Linked DNA regions of Sus scrofa: region 2 is linked to region 1. The links are chromatin contacts, called in public targeted proximity ligation maps. All regions are on one chromosome and are shown on one strand. The core of a region is the stretch at or near the end of the contact, and the rest is flanking DNA. Distances in the headings are between cores, read along the strand shown. Region 1 overlaps LOC110260821 (a long non-coding RNA gene). Region 2 overlaps LOC102159120 (a long non-coding RNA gene).

What was found.
Region 2: a contact with region 1 is called in a targeted proximity ligation map of skeletal muscle, with 13 times the contacts expected there. A contact is called at or near these places in 2 of 47 Hi-C or Micro-C datasets (heart right ventricle and skeletal muscle) and 2 of 2 datasets of targeted methods (alveolar macrophages and skeletal muscle).

What each region holds. Positions count from the first base shown.
Region 1 is chr5:90,449,952-90,452,740 of Sscrofa11.1, reverse strand. LOC110260821 (a long non-coding RNA gene) reads right to left here. Exons shown (of 3, transcript XR_002344330.1): 3 at 2,502-2,789. Among named protein-coding and RNA genes, the nearest start is that of PLEKHG7, 140 kb to the right of the region's middle.
Region 2 is chr5:91,071,508-91,074,296 of Sscrofa11.1, reverse strand. The region is part of intron 3 of LOC102159120 (a long non-coding RNA gene); the gene reads right to left. Among named protein-coding and RNA genes, the nearest start is that of BTG1, 260 kb to the right of the region's middle.

The DNA of each region.
Region 1 (2,789 bases), core at 126-2,625:
AAAACACAGCTAGCCATAGATTACAGAGGCAGATGGTCCTGGTGAGAGAGGAGTTTATGTTGAGTTGCTTTTCAGCAAGACCCAAAGGGACAAAGTCTTGAGAGGGCACCTAGATGGGATGACGCCACCTTCTCCTTAGCCATGGTTGTAGGCCCTAGGTTGCTCACTTTGGTCCCTATATGAGCCCAAGATGCAAGAGTAAGGCACACAGAGGCCAGATGATATTTCCAGCCTGGGGTCATGGAGAAAATGGGGCTTGACTGTAAGAGATTACCCCTCTGGGAATCCACCAAAAATAGCTAAAGGACCCAGGGCAAAGTTAACAGTCTATAAGCAACTGCTTGCGCAAATAACATCATTACATTCCCAAGTCCACTGACCCTTGAGCCACTGCCCTAGGGGCTGGGTGCAGGAGCCTCTGTTCCTCCAAACATGTAAGAGAGCCAGGATTGAAGAGCCAAGAGTGTGAAAGGCCCAGGACTCTACACAAGACGGCCTGTGGGAAAATAGATGGTCCAGGCCAGGGTAAGACCTACAGAGGAGTTCATCACTCAAAGACAATGTGCTGCTTGGCCACAGGTCCCCATTTTCTACTTTTTCCCTCCTATTTTCTACTAATTATTTTAGGTGCAGTGGGTCTATTGTGGTGTTCCTGAAGCAATATTTTAGCTATAGAACATCCTCGAAAGTCTGAGTGGAACTGTTCATCATTTTATAACAAAATTCTTCTAATCTATCAGACATTGACCCTGTCCATCGGTATGCTCTACTGATGTAGAGCAGAATGTGCCAAATGCAGAAGCATACAGCCCCTAACACCACACACACATATCTTGATCTACCTGTGCCGTATGACACACTGTATGACATTTGTGTCCCAAAAGCCTTTGTATTCATCAATTGCTTTAGTTTATTTCTTTTCGCTATTTTTCTTTTTTTCTTTTAATCCATTTTTGTAGTTCCTGACAAAGTATTCATCTAACAAGCAGCATTTCAAATATATTTTTTTCAGAAATGGCATTGATACTGAATTTCTCTACTCATTTGAACACCTTAAAAACCACATGAATTACTGGCTGTGTGTAAATAATGCAGAGAGCTGTCCCTTGGTAACCATGAGACCTGGCCAAGTGATTTAGCCTCTCTATACCTCAGTTTCCTCACCTATAAATAGTAATACATGGCTTACAGGGCTGCAGAAGAACGTCATGAGATGACATATGTAAAACAACAGTGTGCATGGCAAACAGAGACGGTGAATAAATGTCAGTTCTCTCTTCTTTCCCTTTAGTTGACTCACGCCTCTGGAGGATACAGCAAATAAACACGACTGACATGGTACATCCTGTGGGTTAAAAATATGATATTCAAAGGCATAGGGTGTTTTCCTTTCTGAAACAACCACTGTACATCCAAGAATAGCTCTGTTTATGCCTGTGTATTTTTATCCATCTGGGTTCACTCAACGCATCAGTTAGTATTTCACATTAGGTTTAAATTTCATTTCTCCCAAGGATGTCTCCCCCAGGCATTTCGGCTCACAAGGATCTCTCACTTTCTGAAATCCCCCCCACCTCTGAATGCATCTGACAGTTCGGTGTGTATGTAGGTATGTATAATTTGCGTACATCAAAATTTTTCTTTATCCAACTGTAAACCTCTAAAGCAAAGATTATAACTAACTCCCCTTTGTATTCTCAGAGCCCAGCACAAAGTGCTGTGCATTCAAGCAGCTGTATGCTTGTTGGCTGACTGACTGACTGATTGACAGATTGATAGACAAGGACTAAACTCCTTTGCTGTAACTGTGTGACAGGTCTGTACAATCTAGAGTTGATACAGGGAGCAGAACATTCCCAAGGAACCCAATCCCCAATTCCCCAAGAGCCTCCAAAATGGTACCCCCTGGAGTAGCTGAGGAGGGCTTCATCCAGCATCTGTGAACGGAGCCAGCTGAGATCTACTATAAATCCGAGAGCTTAATCCACTTCTTCCCCAGCTAAGCAATGAGCGGTGTTTCTTCTCCACAGGAAACAAAAGCATTTGTCCAGTTTAGCACATGTCAGCACACCAGCATGAAGAACAGAAAATCAAGTGCCGTTTCCATGAAGCAAAGTTACTGGGCCAACAGCAGATGCATCTGCTGGCATCAGGCAAGGTCCCTCATGTAAGCGGTGGTATCGCCAGAGATCAAGAGCAGACAAAGCCTAAGCTTTCAGGCTTGGTAAAAAGGCACATCTATTGTCTCCGGCAGACAGTGCCAGAGATAAAGTATCCTGGAGATACAATGTAAGGCAGCCTGAAAATGTACGTGCCAAGCCAAAACGAAAGTGAGGCAGCACAATGGTAAGTACTGAAGGAGCAGCTGGTCCTGGGGGCACCAGACTGTGTCTTTCAGCCCATGTCATCAACACTTGTTCATAGAGTAAACATTTTCTGATGAGGTGCCTGTCAGTATCCATTTATTTATAAATAAGTGAATGAATAGCATCCAACTTACACATTTTTCATGGTCTTTTATTTTCCCTTTAAATTCCAAAACCAGATGAGAAAAGACACCATGTAACAAAGTGATAACACAAGGAGAATGCAGCTCAGTCCTGGAAGGAGAGCTGACGACTGACAGATGATACACATTGTGACAATGGAAAGAGGCAGTTGCAGACTGTTGTTGGAACAAAGGAGGTCAAGTCTTATTCTTTTCTCCTGCTGGCACAAAAGGGTTGGTCACAACTTTTCTTTAAAAAGAAGAAGAAGAAGAATGCATTCATAAATCAAGGCTTCCTGGG
Region 2 (2,789 bases), core at 122-2,621, 620 kb before region 1:
AGGTGAGGTCTTTACGAGACAGGGGAAGTGTTACGGGGATGCCCTCCAGGTGACCTCAGAAGTGAAACAAATTGGCATGTTGTGACAGAGCCTATGGACCACCCATGTGGCAAGGACCTGAGGGTGACCTCCAGGAGCTTAGAGTAGTCTTCAGTCAATAGCTAGCAAGAAAAAAAAAAAAAAAAAAATTCTGGATCATACAGCCTCAAAGAAATGAATTTAGCCAACAATTCTGTGAGCCTGGAAGAGGCGCCTCAGTCTCCAAGAGATCATAGGCCCAAGCAGCTCTGCAATTTCAGCCTGAGCAGAGGACTCAGTTAATCCACAGAAACCTTGACATAAAAAACATGGGATGTTTTAAGTCACCAAGTCTGTGATCATTTGTGATGTAGCCATAGAAAGTAAATAACCTCTCCTCTGTCCCTTCTTTCCCTGTTCCTCTCAATGCTGCAGTCTCAACTGTCCTTAGTTTCCTAATTAAAACTGTACTTCCATGACTGTGGCTTTGCAAAGAATGCTCATATTGTCTGGAATGCCCGTTTCCTTTTTTCTGCCTCTTGAATATCACCCATCCTTCAGGACCCAAGTCAGCTCATCCTCTGCCAGAAGCCTGGACTGATTGCCCTAGGCTGACTACATTCCTTCCTGTTCTGTATTCCACTACACCCTGGGATCTCTCTCTCTCTCTCTCAAATGACTTAATTGAGAGCAAGAATTTAGAGTATTCACACTCGTGACACTTAGAATTTGGACAGTGCTTAGAACATAGGTGACACTCCGTAAATTGTTGATTAGTTAATGTACCTATTGTTTTCTATTCAAACGCTTCTGTTTATTCAACTTAATAAACATTTATTTTTAGGGCCTTTTATAGCTGCTGCAGACAATAAAAAGATGAGTAGATCGTGTTCCCTATTTCAAAGAGGAGGAATAAGGTTTGTACACAAACAATAATTACGAGAGGCAGAACAACCTGTACCGCAGAAGAACCCGATCAGGAAGAGAGAGATAAGGTCCACAGGATAGAGGCGAGCACACATATGGCTTCTAGCCTCAGCTGTATTTTGGGGAGCAACATCTTCCCATCATTACAAAGCGGGTTGGGACAAGGATGGGGAAAGAAACGGCTGCTCTTATCTCTCAGGGAGCTGGATAGTGAGCAGGGCTCCCGCAGCCCTCGCTCTTCTTCCCGGGCAGCTTGGAGCATGGCAGCGGTGCAAATGGTTGGAGGAAGAAGCAGGTCACGGAGGAAGGGAGGGTTGTTGAGCAACGTCAGCTCTCCCCTAAGACTCTGTGGACACCAGGGCCGTGGGAGAGACAGAGCCACGAAGTCTTGCTTGATGCTGCGTGTGTGGGGCTGCTCTAAGGAGCCCGTTCAACGGCTGCTGGTGTGAAACCCAAGGAAATGTCCCCACAGCGCTGATGTCAACATGCATCATGTGGGCCGCTTACATTGTGAGTCACACACCCACATCCTGTTGCCTTACAATCACATTAATTTTCCCTTTCAGTGACATATCAAAGAGGATGTGTCTTTTTCAGTTTGTTTCCAATAGATGTCTGTTCTTTTTCAGCAGAAAGGAGATGTGTACATGAGTTCTGCCAACGACCACCACATGTGGGCCAGGCTTATTTCCCTCATGAGGGCCAGGAGCTGGTGCCACACACCACATGGTGATTTAATACACTTTGTCATTTGGTATCACTTGAACACCCGCTTCTTTCAAAAACTCATCCATTTAGTTTGTACCATTCAGATAAACTTGCAGACAATGACAAAGAGCATCTGTAATATTAAAATCCACTTGTTCCAGTTGTTCCTCTGAACTTACAAAATGTGGTGGATATAAAGTCCCCGTTATATTTGACTCGATTCCATGGTTTTGAACCTTATCCACTTAATTAACCAAGCTGAAATAATCATCCGATTATTGGATTTGTGTAGGTGCTCATGGCAAGCCCTATTCTAAATTGAACTTCTTTTTAGCTCTGGAAGGAAGGGTAGGATGGAAAAAGAAGTCAAGACTTATTGGAAATAAACCAAGACTATAGAGAAACTTACCATTTTTTCTAGTGTGGAATATTTTCTCTGTTCTTACTTCTTAGAATCATGTATGAGCTAAATTTGATAGTAGCCTGGTTACCTGGAGGAAAGGTCTCAGAGAAGCACCTCTTGGCAGCCCCCTCACTGGGGGACTTTCCAACACTCGTCCCAGCCTCCAGTGCACTCATTATAGTGATGACACATGTCTTGGCAGAATGTCTCCATGTTCAGAAGTAGAACAGCTCCAATGTTCCTGATTCTATTTTAGACTTGTACTAAAGTTATCTGCCCAGCACAGTCTGACTTCTTTAAACGTCATCTAAATTTTTCAGACTTGGTTTGGTCAGCCTGCTAGTCTCATAGGATAAAGAGATAATATTGCCTTCCAGAGTTGGAGCCTAAATATTAGAGACTGTATTGTGAGAAGCCATAAATTTCCCCCAAGGGGGTCTCGTTTACAGTGGTAGGATGCTTATAAGGCCAGCATTGGTTTTCTCGCAAAATGGCATGTGAAACACAAGTTACAAAAATACACTCATGATTTGAAAGGTATCAAGGAGTTTTTAAAAATGTTCTACATTTTGTTTCTGTTCATTAACTGGTTTTAACTTTTCTTAGAGGACTTTTGTAATGAACCACTGGCTGGCCAAACTAAATACCAAAGACTGAAAAGTCATTTGTGATGGGAAACAGGACAAATAAAAGAGGTATTACGCAAACATAATCCTTAACTTTCACACGTTAA